Linked DNA regions of Mus musculus: all the other regions are linked to region 3. The links are chromatin contacts, called in public Hi-C and promoter capture Hi-C maps. All regions are on one chromosome and are shown on one strand. Each heading gives the region's core, a stretch centred on a gene start, on an enhancer-like site or on the middle of the called end of the contact. The rest is flanking DNA. Distances are from core to core; before and after follow the strand shown.

Region 1 (3,030 bases), core at 140-2,639, 190 kb after region 3:
TCCTCCCTTCCTTCCCTGCCTGCCTGCCTTTCCTTCCTACTTTTCTACTGTATATGTAGGGTGTATACATGTAAACATTTGCAGGTGAGAGTTTAATACTATGTGTCTTCCTCTGGGCTGTGAGATAGGGTCTCTTACTGACCCTAGAACTCACCAAATTGGCTGTCTAATAAGCCCCAGGGGTCTGCTGGTTTATCCTTCTTTAGCCCTTGTGATTATAGGTTGTGCTACTTTGCCTGGCTTAAATGTAGACGTTGGGGCTCCAAACTTAGTGCTTACATAGCTAGCCCTCTACTTACTCAGCCACCTCTCTCTCCCTGGGCCTCTCTTTCCCTTGCCTTTTATTTTATTTTATTTTATTTTATTTTATTTTATTTTATTTTATTTTATTTTATTTTTGCCATGCTTGAGATTGAACCCAGGGAGTACCTTAGCTTTTGACTGAGTTGTAATTTTTTTTTCTGTTGCTCACATTCACTAACTCACTCATTTATATACGTTTAACAAATATGTCACATATTCTCTTTATATTTCAGCCAGTTGATAAGCATGGAGATTATAAAACTGAATAAATAGCTGTAGTCTCTGCTCTCCTGAGCTCAAATTCAAATCAGAGGCAAAAAGTATGGGGGGAATGATGTGTGCCTGTAAACCCAGAACTTAGGAGGCTGAGGCTAAAGATCGGAGTTCAAAACCCACCAAGGTCACATAGTCTTGCCTCAAAAAACCAAATTAGTACAAACCAAACTAAGGTCAACCAACCAACAAATAAAAACAAATTGGGAAAAGCAGATAATAAACAACTATATACATAGCAGGAGGTAGTAAATGTTATGATGACAATAGAGCAGGAATAGATGTAATATTGTTTGTTTGGCTGGGGTTTTTCAGGTTGGGGTGGGGGAATTGTTTCCAGTGTATGGAGTTCTCTTTCCTTGAGAATAAAGAATTTCTGTGCAAATGGTACTAGTGTGAACAGCACTATCTCACAGTGCTCTGTACTCTGGATTATATTACTGATCCAGCATACTTTATCAGCAAGGGAAGTTATTTGTGAACCGGGAAACAATTGTTTGCTTTTTATGGCAACCTGCCCGAGGAAGATGGAAATGTTCTGAAGACAGCCTCCCTCCTTATGGTAGATGCTTGATTTCAAAAGAAAAAAAAAATTGTGTTGAAGGAATTAAAGCATACACAGTGTCTATTTAAGTGTGAATTAATAAGTGTGGGTCTTCGTAACTTCTCAAATTGTATGTGACACATCCCTCCCAGCAAACCCTGTGGTGGCGTGCTCCAGATCGTTTTGTTCAGCCATGTGCTGGCTGGGAGGAGCTGGCTGCGGAGTGTGTGTGTTTTTGTAATTTTGGGCCGGAGAGTGGGACGTGCACATCCTGTTTTGGTTTGGTTCGGTTTGGTTCTAGAACTTTACCCTATGACCTCTCTTGGCTGGTGTCACTCATAAGGCTCTGGTTTCCTTGTGATAGGGAAAGAAACAATATCAGTCACCTAAAAAGCAATCCAAGGAACCTTTTGGAAGTTTAACTTTGAAACTAGGTGGAAGCCAGGTTAGTGTTTGTAGCTTCTGAGTGCCCGTGTGATTGGAGATTAGTTCATTTCACATGGGAAGACTGAACGGAGTTCAATGCCAGAAGCATTGCCAATACTGGGTCTAGTGCTGGGTGAGGGTTGAGGGGTTTCTGAGTATACCCACTATAGTCATTCTTTCCTCCAAGTTCCCAGAGCAGAAGAGACTTCCTAAGAACTAACTAAAAAAGACCAAAGCTATATATACGGTGTGTGTGTGTGTGTGTGTGCCTGCCTACATGCATGTCTGTCCATCTGTCTATCTGTCTGTCTGTCTGTCTGTCTGTCTGTCTGTCTGTCTCTACTCCTAAAGTATGTGCAACATACTTCTAAAGTATGTTTCTAGTCCGCAGCTGTCACAAGTAAATGAAGGGGAATGTGGCATCAAAAGTTACATTTCTCTGTCGCTTCCTCATGATTTAAGAGGCCAATGGTGACAAGATCATGGCTGTTAGACCTAAGAATCTAGCACTCAAGTCCAGTAACTACATGGAAGCTGTTGGGCAAATTACCTAGTGCTTCCGTGCTTCTCAGAACATCCATATCCAGTAGATTCCATCTCTAAAGTAAAAAAAAATAATAATTGAAATCAATATTTGGAGCACATTAAGGAGCATTATGAGCACTCAGAAATTCTTACCTGTTGGGGCTGGAGAGGTGGCTCGGCAGTTAAGATGCTTGCTACTCTGGTAGAGAAGTAGAGTTTGGTCCCCAGAACCCATGTTGGGCAGTGTAGAAAGAACTGTAACTTTTGCTCCCCAGAATCCCATGCCCATTCCTTCTTCTGGCCTTTGAGGCATGCATACGTACATGCATGTGTGTGTGTGTATGTGTGTGTGTGTGTATGTGTGTGTGTGTACACTACACATACACGAACACAAATAATAATGATAGTAATGATAATAAAAGAAATCTTAGAAGAATTTTTAGATGTTTCTCTCCTTATTCATTGCTACTTATCTCAGGTACTTTTCTGTTGCTGTGATAGAACACCATGCCCAAGAGAACTTATGAGAGAAAGCATTTTACCTGGGCTCACTGTTCCAGAAGGTTAGAGTCTATGATGCAAGAGCAAAAGCATGGTGGCAGGAGCAACTGAGAGCTCACATCTTAAGCACACCGGGGAGACAGAGAGAGCACACTGGGAATGGCACAAGTCTTGTGATGCCGCAAAGTCGCTCACAGTCAAACACCTTCATCACAAGGCCACACCCCTTATTCCTTCCCAAACAGTTACACCAACTGGGAACTATGTATTTAAATGTAGGACCCTGTGGGAGCCATTCTCATTGAAACTATCCTATATATAGTCATTGCAGATTTGGACCCTAAATTCCAATTCAGTATTCTATACCATATAGAATCTACTTTTTCTTTAGGCTAGCAACTCAAGGAATCACCAAGTTCACCAAGCACTCTCTTGCCTGCTTTTTATTTTAACTCAAA
Region 2 (3,101 bases), core at 214-2,713, 130 kb after region 3:
CACCCAGTAAACAGCTTTACCATACTCTGGGTCTTATTAACATAGAAACCATTCCAGTTTAGAGGTCTAGTAATTCCTATTGGCCTTCAAAATATATTACATCCACACAAAACCTGTGGCATGCAGCAGTGATGCTCTTTCAATGTCTATATGTGAAAACCAGGTTAATTTTCTCCCATTCCCTTATTTGTCATGGTATTGAAGACTGAATTTATATATTAAATAGTAGTAAAACATTTTATAGACTATATGTAAATAGACTGAGGTAAGTTATTGTTTATTCTATATTGACCTAATTAATTTGTTTTTAAGGTGCAAACTTTCCTTTTCTCTTCTCTTCTTCTTTTTTTGTTTTTTTATTCTGTTCTTTTCTTTTTTATTTTTTCTTTTGTTTTTTTTTCTTTTCTTTTTTGTCCCTCTTCTCTTCTTCCTCCTTTTCCTTCTCTGTCTCTCTGTCTGTGTCTCTGTCTCTGTCTCTCTCTGTGTCTGTCTCTCTCTGTGTCTGTCTCTGTCTCTCTCTGTGTCTGTGTCTCTCCCTCTCCCTCCCCCTCCTCTCTCTCTGCTCATCTATCCCAAGCTGACTCAAGTTTCTTACTAGCAAGAGATGTCCATTTTCTGAATCTTTTGTAGCTGTGAACCTCTAGGGGGCGCTCTTTCTCACAAAATATTAGAGTGTAATCTCTGAGTCTGGAATGGGTTTACTCTAGGGGTGTGGCCTCAAGGGAGAACATCTGCCTATAAGAAGTTTGGTTAGACCTAAAGTATAGAAACCATCTAGGTATTTGAAGAATGTCCCCGTGAGCTTAAACTAGTCGTTCCTAGAGCTGCCAAAGCAAGAACCTGGAGGTTCTCTTCGGTGGTCCCTCATCCTGCTGAGCCAAAAGTGATGCCCGTGAGAGGGTTGGTATGGAATTAAAAAGCCTGCTGGGTACTCCTTTCTCCTGGGCAAAAGTTAGAACTTCAATACCTACTACAGTCAGTTCATTTGAAGAGCTAGGCATCAGACTATTTGCCTCGGAGAACCACAGAGCGGTAATAACGGCGGAAGGACTCTGTTGGAATGGAGAGGGGACTTTTAGTTACACGGAATGTTTCCTCTTCAGTGGTCCAGACTGTCCGGATGACTCTCTTGTCCTCTTAGGCGAGACCACAATTCCCTGGAGTGATAAGCCTCCCGGTTAGCTCAGAGTCGGCCTTCATCTCTTCCTCGACCTTTAGCATCTATTGACTAGAAGCCATTTGTTATTCTGTATTAGGAAAACGCAGTGACACAGAGGATCAGAGATCAAGTATATTTCTAATTCTGCGGGTCTGGATAGGTAGCCACGTTCCAAGTTGGGATATGGGTGCCAACTGCTGTTCCCATGCACATTAGTAGCCTACCCTTTGCTGGGGCAGAAACTTATAACGCGGCTCGGACAGCCCCCAAGGCCAGAAAAAGCCTTAGTTTAGCTCCGCCCCGCTCGGCCTGGGTGGCAGCGATGGCCCAGGTCCTCCGGCTCTCGGCCCTGTGTGCAGCTGGCACGCGCGTGTCTCCGCGAGTCTGCGCGTGTCTGTCCGTGCGTGAGAGTGAGATGAAGCGGAGTCCTACGCCTGGGTGTTTCCTTCCAAGTGATTTTGATCAGCAATCCATTAGGGGATCATGAAAAAAAAAAAATCTGGCTAAAAGGATGAAAACTGAGTAAGTACACAGAACTTTGAACTTGAAACGGAATGAGACCAAACGCAAGCAAAGCCCTGACAGTAACCACATACAGCCAAACTGCTATCCCCCTTTTTTATGTTAAAAGCCGTGAATGCTAGCAGCAAAGTGGCAATTTAAAACTGAACGAAAGGAAGCAGCAGTTCTACAACATAAAAGGCTGGGAGCGGGATGGCTTTAAAACCGGAGGGAAAATGAGAAACTGCTAGGACAACCTGGCCGGCGCCCAGCTGTGCAACAGGCACTTCGCGTTAAATCGACTGCGTCTTCGGCTGGTTTCTGCCTCCAGACCCGCTTTACGGTGCTTTCTTTTTGCCCCAAAAGAGGAGACAAGCTGAACTCCTGACTTTAAGAATGTTGTGGAAGTAAGGCATTACCGGAAGGAACTCTTGGTAGCTGGGGATGCATTCGGATGATTTCTTATAACTATCTTTATTTTGACATCTTAAAAAAAAATCTGGCCAGTCACTTCTTACTGTCCTTCATTTAAGGGCTATTAACCACCTCTGACCGCTGGGTCCTATGAATCTTTGGCATGAACCTTCGGAAAGTTTTCAAGCGGAGATGGGGCGAACTTGATTGGAATTGTGTAAAAAGAAGACAGATGTGTGTTTTTTTCACACTGACAACGTGGCCAGGGGCCAAGTGATCCTGGACTGGTCATGGTCTGTCGACCCGGGTTCCTTTGTCGCCGGCGATTTTGCCCCCGACCTTTCCTGGTGGGTTTGGTGGTGGCGATCTGTCTCTTTTACCAGACCCTGACACTCCGAGGGACTAAGAAGATTGCAGCGGACGTCTCTGGCACTGTCCCACACACACCCTCTCAAACTCAGGCTAGCAGATGTGAAGAAGGATACCGGCAGGACAAACAATGCTTCCTTCTCTCTGCGAGTACCCAGGAAACCAGGAAGGTAAGTCTGAGTTGAGTTTATCCTGGGCGTCTGTGGTCGGCCTCTCTCTCCTTTCTGCAAAACTAAAATTAACTTCCATGTGGTCCGAATGGGAGCCAGAGTGAAAACAGTGCGGAGTGACCCGGTGACTGGGAGAGGTATTACATAAGCTGCCAAACTTCCTAAACCTACTTAAAGAGTTCTGCCCTTTATCCTTTAGAGGCTACCTTCATTGCAGTGAGGGAAAATCGCTTTTAAGATGTTAGAAGTCTACGAGAGCTGAGGATTTACACATCAGAAACAAAAGTCAGTTTTAAAATCTGAAAGAAAGAAAGAAAGAAAGAAAGAAAGAAAGAAAGAAAGAAAAAAGTCCGTATCTCTTTCTTAAATCCAAGAGAATGAATGATAAGACTCCCAAATTCAAGGATTCCTCCAGAGTTCCATGTCAAGACCTGCTAAGTTGATTCTGAGTTGGTGACTATGTTTCCAAACTAATTATTTCGGAAGAA
Region 3 (3,108 bases), core at 206-2,705:
TGAGTCTTGGGAGGGAGAAACCCCATCCTCTCACCACATTCTACTGGTCCAGGCAGAGCCCCGGCGATCTGCAGGGGCGGGCACAGCAGAGAACTACCTTCACAAGTGAACCCCTCTGCCAGCCCTCAGCTGGGTCCCCAGGATCCCCAAGCCTAGTTTATTTCAGACGTCCTCTCATCGAAACTCATTTGTTAGAGTCTTAAAGGGAATAAAACTCCCAAAAGTCCTCACATGGCATCGGATAACACCTGCTGCCAAGAGAAAAGGTTAACTCTCTGGATGAATGTACAGTAAACTAGTTTTCCCAGGGGACCAGTGGCATGGCCCTTGAGACTTTCTTTGCTGTCTCCTGGGGGACAGCTTTGTGACTCTGGAGATGCCACAGGCTCCAGTGCTATCCCTATTCCCAAGGACGGACACACACACACATCGACCTCTCGGAGCACAGGAATGCCCTTCTCTGGGCAGCTCCTGGGCCCTACCTCCCTGCTCCCACCCCACCACCGGGTCGCACAGCTCGGGTGTGAACTCGGGAGCCACTGGGGGCGCAGCACAGAGCTGGGATCCCGCCCGGTGACTAGGGTTTCTTTGGAAGAACGTGAGAAATGCAGTTTGTCCTCCGGGAATAATGGATGAGCCTGGGGCGGGATGGCGGGGAGGAGAAATTGGGGAGTCAGGGCCGGTGCGGCAGTACCCAAGCCGGACCGGTCATCATTCACTACCACCCCCGCCCCCCCGGACGCGCAACCTCGGGGTCCCGCGTGCCGCCGCGACACTGAGGTCCCCGCCGCCCGCAGAGCACAAAGCCTGCGCGGTCAGGCAAAGTCACCGGCGGCCGCACGCCCCCGGCAGGACGCACCGCGCAGGGCAGAAGCCACTCCGGCAGGCGGCAGGGACCGCGGGCAGGAGAGATGTGGGACTTGTGGCCACTCACCGTTCGAGCTGCGCTCCTGCCGGGGAACAGTCGGGGACACACAGCAGACACTCATCCGGGCAGGGACGCTCCTCCCGGAGAGCCAAAGGGATGCATCGGCGCCAGCAGCAGACGCTTCCTTGTCTTCCTCTCTCCAACCGTCGGCGTCGCTAACTCCTGGGAAAAAGAAAAAAGAAAAAAAAAAAAAAAAAAAAAAAAAAAAAAAAAAGTCCCGGGCAGCAGACGCTGGAAAGTCTCTGCTAAGCCACCTCCCAACGCCGCTGTCCCTCCCAAGTCCTCGCCAAGTCCGGACAAGGCAGCAGCGGCAGCCAGGGCCAGCTGCACAAACTCTCAGCGCATGCTCGGCCGCTGGCTGCCGGGTTGGGTCCTAGTGGGTGTTTCTTGTCCCTCTTACCCAGAGTGACACCCCAGAGAGATTCTTCACCTCTGCGAGATAGAATGCCGGAGAGATTAAAAACCTGCAAAACTAGGAGGAGTCCTTGCAGCACACCCCTTTAAAATGGTACCGTCGTGGGAATGGAGGGTGGGTTATAAGGAAGCAGGCTTTTTATTATATGAAAATATTTGTGTTTGAGAAGGGGGGCCACCGGTGGCCCAACCCAATTCCTGCAATGAGAGACGAGTTTTCAGGACCTTTGTGGAGCCGCCTCCGGTGACTTGTCATTAATGTCCTGCCCTGTGAACCTTATTGATTTGTTGCACTCCCCGATCAAAAGTAGGTAAATAAATATATAAAATAACATTTCTTTCCCACTCTGATCTACTAACATTTGCAAAAACCATCAATGTATCTCTATACAGATTTAGCATCCAGATAGGGAAAAGATCAGGCAATTCTTTCACAAGTTTCCAAAGTTTTTAAACTTTCTCCTGATACTGTGGTGTCTTGGCAATGTTGGTGATTTAATCTGGAAAGGCACATAGGGTAGTGAATCTTTGGAAGCCGCCTTGATTTTTTTTTTTTTTTAACTAGAGATTCAGTAGGGTATCACAGGAACCACATCACAAGAATCACAAAGCATAGCTCCAAACCTATCTTCTATTTCAGAAGTAAGACATTTTCACACTTAAAAATTAAAATTGCTGGCTCATGTTGCTCCCATAAAAGATTAGGTTTTATCCCTCACAGTAGTATATGTTGCTGTGACCATTTGTTTCCTCGTCAAATAGGAAAAACAAAACAAAAAAAAAAAACAAAAAACAAAAACAAAAACAAACAAACAAACAAAAAACTCACCAAAAATTGTGTTACCTTAGATCCAAGCAACATCTTTGAGAAAAACTAATAATCGGAGTCTTCGGGGCAACATGCAGCTGTGGTCTGTATCCATCATCACCTGTCTGCTGTGTGGCCAAAGTGACAAGGAGACGTGCTCTAAATTGGTTGGTACCGAGGTCAAGACCATGAGAGTCAATATGGATGCCCAGGCCTAGGGTATTAACATTCCTCCTAAGCAAATCACTAAGACAAGTTCTAAAAAGCAAACAAGGACAGCCATCCACACAAATTGCCAAGGAAATCGTCAGTCATCCATCAGATGGCCCCCACTCCAGCAACAGAGTGGCTTCAGAAATTGTGGGAGGAGCTAAGAGAGCCGCTTTCATCCCTTGTGTTCACAGGCAAGCGCAAGGTCAGCTGCCTGCGACTGAAACAAACCACCATCCAAACTGTGTGCTGCCACACAGTTCCTGAGAGACCTAAAATTTTCTTCATACAAGGGAGGCTTTGACATTAAAAGGAAGAAATGAATGCCCATAATAAAAATAAAAACTATCTTCCATTGCTAGAAGATTGATTGGTAAATGCTTTCTGCATAATCCATAAATTCCTCGGGTTCACCTACCTGATACACACCTACATGATAAACTAGTAATACAGATGAAAGGTCTTTAAAAGTATGTTTGTCCTCCATCTTCATAGTAAATAAGAAATGAGGGACAGATTAGTAGCCTCACGTGGCCAACTCTTAGTGCAATTGGAGTCAGGCGACCATCTGGAATCCAGAAACACCCTGAAGCTCTGGTGAACCCCAGAACACTGAAGTCAGAGTCTCCAAAAGTGTGGCCTTAGCTAGCATGCAATTTATTTCACCATTTCCAAACATTTCCATTTACTGAGTGCGCAGTAAAGTTTAAAAATCTACTAGGCTTTCCTGGAAGCCTCAAATGAGCAG
Region 4 (3,072 bases), core at 231-2,730, 170 kb after region 3:
TTATTTTCATAAGAAAGGCAAAAGAGATAATTTGAGTGCTGTTTTCCATGGTAGCTTCCTTTGGTAGAGAATAGTCAGATGCTGGTGCCCAAATACTCTTGAAGCAAGCTACCTTCTCAGGAAGTGTGGGATTCCTTTCCTGGCTTGTGGGGATGAAAGGAAGTTGGGAAGCTGTTACTTGACCTTGTTCACCCTTCACACTTGGCTGGTGAAGGTCTTGGGATCTAGAAGCCATGGAGATCTGTCTGATGAGAAGAAAGGCGCTTTTAAGATGTTGAGAGTATTTGTAAGGCACGCTTCGGAGAATGCAACCTATTGGTCTCTGTCTTATAGGAGTGGCTTAGAAATCCAAGCCAGGGGATTAAAAATAAGAAAAAAAGGCATAAATAATAAACCATATTTACAGATACGTAAACCACAAAGGAATATGTAAGCCCTGGGATGTTGACAAGAGCTGAAAACACAGTTGGTGGCCTTTTTTGAGTTTCGCCTGGCTTAGTTCTATTACAACCGAACAAGCTAAAGTTCTGGAACATTTGGAAGTGACATCATTAAAACCTCATAAAAAATGCTTAGATAAAGAAAATGTACAAAATGACTAGCATCTCTCTTATCCCACACCGAGTGGGGTAACTGCCTAGCACTCCCGAGGCTGTGACCAGCATTCCTGATGTCATGCCAAGTGCCCTTGATGGTGCACTACTGTGGTCTAAAATCCCTATATTCCACCATGTTTTGATGCTGCCCCTGACTTAGTGTGCATACAATGTGGATCATCTGTGCATTTCACCTTCAATTCAATTTAAATTTCTCCAGCTGCAAAACAGATGGATTGCACCACCTCTTCCAGTGGATGTCTGTGGGTCAGTTTGACACAAACTAAGGAGGATTGTTTTGCAGCTTCCAAGTAGGATGAAAGTGCAAAGGCAGCTCGAAGCAATAGAATCTGGCAGCCCGAGTTGCTGTGGGGCCTGATGACCAGGGATAACTGTGTAATGTCACCAGCATTCATCACGTGGGAGCTGACTCAATTCCCCTTCCCACAGTCCCCAGCTTTAAACGCATCTTCTCAGCTTATCTTTGCATTCCTTTCCTCTGTTGCCCATTGCCACCAGCAATAGGATCAATTTCGCGCAATATGTGAAGTATGAAAATTGATTCTGGTTTTAAATTTTGTTTCCACTCTGGAACACCGTGCAGAGAATACCTGAAGTAAAATGACCCCGTGATTCTAATCTGACATATATGGTGTGTGGGATTAAAAAGGAAATGACAACTTATTTTATTCGAATCCCAATTTAACCTATAAGCTGTAATTGAATTGCACATATGACACACTCCACAGAAATGCGTCTTCAGAACGTGATTCTTGAGTTTCTTTGGCTGGGACACATTTTCTGCCTCATTATTTTACCTCCTGCTCATGAGCAGAACAGGAAGTTGTACTGATTGTGTGTGTGTGTGTGTGTGTGAGCTCAGGCCCCGAGGCTGAGCTGCTGGGACGAGGAGAGGACGCTGAAGAACCTGGAGCACAGCCCCGTCCTGCATGCCCTTTACTCTGCTTTTGCACTTCCTTCCTGGGACTAACCCGCAGTCTGAAAATAGGACGTTAAAACCTAAGTATGCCCAGGCAGTGGAGGGCACAGCAGCAGGCTGATGTGTTCATAGAGTGCGTGTGTGGACCAAGGGACATAAGTGCGAGGCCTATTTTCTTGTTTTGAAAAAAAAAAAAAAAAGGCATGCTGCTTCTCCCTGCTCTTCTCTCCTGCCCTGACTTCGCCCTGACCACTCTGCTGACCTCTCTTTTTATGCCATCATTGAAGGAAACGCTGACCTTTTTCCAGCTTAGTGCCACTTTTAAAAGCCTTTACAGGATGATAAACAATAATAAAAGTTAGGAAAAAATATATAAAAGGGTCATAGGCCAGCCAGCCAGACAACATTTTACTCTTAGATGTAATCTGTACCGGCATCGTAACTTTGAGTTGTTTGTTTGTTTTCATTTTCGTTGTATTTTATGTGCGCAGGTGCTTTGCCTGTATATAAGACCGTGTACTGCTTGTGTGACTGTTGCCCTGATAGGCTAGAACATGTGTCAGATCCCCTGGAACTAGAGTTACACACAGTTGTGAGCTTCATATGTGTGCTGGGAATAGAACCCTAATCCTCACCAATAGCAGCCAGTATTCTTAACCACCGAGCCACCTCTCTTGCCCCTGGGCTTTGTATTTTATTTCTTTCTTTATATATATTTTTAAATTCTATTAAATAAACACCATGTAAAGGAAGAAGTTAGCCATACCAGGTCATAAACTAGGATATGAACATTATAGATTAGATTCTCCTTCCATAGCGGTTAATTCCATTCTTGGGACATACAAGAAATTGATGAGTCCCTTGGGAAATAATATAAGCTGGGACTATAGGAGTCATTTCAGCTCTGGATCTCTGTTAATGGTATTTGTAATATGTACTTCTAAGTAGCATGTGAATGAGCTTAGTCACTTTCTCCATCCCTGTTTGAGAAGAAGCAAATACAGCCCCGCCTACATTTTATCTCGTTCACACTTCTAGGATGAGGCTTGAATTGTGTATGCTAAGAACACACATGTGATTCTTACATGCAGACAGGCTGGGGATGCTGATCTAAGGGATAGACGGTGGGCTCAAGGAGCTACAGTTCTCAGGATTAGATTTTAGAAAGAAAAAATACACAAACCCCTGCTTGCTGCCGTGCCGCTGTATTGATTATAATTTAACAGTGTAGGTGTTCACAGTCATCATTTAATCTTTACACTGGCTTTGAGAACAGTACAAGGAAAATCATCCTTTTAGAGCTAGGTCTATAAAATGTCACAGATTGAAAACATACTTTCATGGCCTTTCCAATCCCTTGCTTTTGAAAAATAGACCATATGCCCTTGCATTCTGGGGAACATATAATTCTCTAAGGAAAAGATACTCTCTCTCCCGCCACTCGGGTGCTATTTAATAAATCAGTAAGTTAGTGCATCAGGGCCTAAAAGAGGGTAGATATTTTATATAAAACATAGAAGTTTATAAAAAAAATAG

The links. Promoter capture Hi-C pulls out the DNA fragments that hold promoters and counts their contacts. A called contact is a pair of places that touch in the nucleus more often than the background predicts. Capture Hi-C pulls out chosen DNA fragments and counts their contacts.
Region 1: a contact with region 3 is called in a Hi-C map of liver, with 2.8 times the contacts expected there. The contact joins the enhancer-like site here to the promoter of Tspan12 in region 3. A contact is called at or near these places in 9 of 39 promoter capture datasets (the C10 cell line, cranial neural crest, embryonic stem cells and 5 more), 1 of 484 Hi-C or Micro-C datasets (liver), 1 of 115 datasets of contacts at active chromatin or transcription factors (forebrain) and 2 of 9 other capture datasets (adipose tissue and liver).
Region 2: a promoter capture Hi-C map of adipose tissue shows a contact between it and region 3. The contact joins the promoter of Cped1 here to the promoter of Tspan12 in region 3. A contact is called at or near these places in 3 of 39 promoter capture datasets (the C10 cell line, frontonasal cranial neural crest and liver), 6 of 484 Hi-C or Micro-C datasets (the HL-1 cell line, embryonic fibroblasts, liver and 1 more), 3 of 115 datasets of contacts at active chromatin or transcription factors (craniofacial prominence, heart atrium and pancreatic cancer cells) and 2 of 9 other capture datasets (adipose tissue and liver).
Region 4: a promoter capture Hi-C map of cranial neural crest shows a contact between it and region 3. The contact joins the enhancer-like site here to the promoter of Tspan12 in region 3. A contact is called at or near these places in 9 of 39 promoter capture datasets (the 3T3-L1 cell line, cranial neural crest, embryonic stem cells and 5 more), 1 of 484 Hi-C or Micro-C datasets (liver), 1 of 115 datasets of contacts at active chromatin or transcription factors (embryonic stem cells) and 2 of 9 other capture datasets (adipose tissue and liver).

The regions. Positions count from the first base shown.
Region 1 is chr6:22,044,037-22,047,066 of GRCm38.p6, forward strand. The region is part of intron 2 of Cped1 (cadherin-like and PC-esterase domain containing 1); the gene reads left to right. Among named protein-coding and RNA genes, the nearest start is that of Cped1, 60 kb to the left of the region's middle. Within about 2 kb of position 1,390, at least 10 of the 459 cell types and tissues checked have an H3K27ac peak or open chromatin away from gene starts, as enhancers often do. A contact at or near this core is called in adipose tissue and liver, where this site is marked.
Region 2 is chr6:21,984,447-21,987,547 of GRCm38.p6, forward strand. It overlaps Cped1 (cadherin-like and PC-esterase domain containing 1), which reads left to right and starts at 1,464. Exons shown (of 22, transcript NM_001081351.1): 1 at 1,464-2,613. The coding sequence starts at 2,365.
Region 3 is chr6:21,851,078-21,854,185 of GRCm38.p6, forward strand. Tspan12 (tetraspanin 12) reads right to left here and starts at 1,456. Exons shown (of 9, transcript NM_173007.4): 1 at 1,329-1,456; 2 at 935-1,090; 3 at 1-68. It overlaps Gm30270 (a long non-coding RNA gene), which reads left to right and starts at 1,341. Exons shown (of 2, transcript XR_377371.2): 1 at 1,341-1,649; 2 at 2,192-2,706.
Region 4 is chr6:22,018,316-22,021,387 of GRCm38.p6, forward strand. All of the region lies in intron 2 of Cped1 (cadherin-like and PC-esterase domain containing 1), which reads left to right. Among named protein-coding and RNA genes, the nearest start is that of Cped1, 34 kb to the left of the region's middle. Within about 2 kb of position 1,481, at least 46 of the 459 cell types and tissues checked have an H3K27ac peak or open chromatin away from gene starts, as enhancers often do. A contact at or near this core is called in adipose tissue, where this site is marked.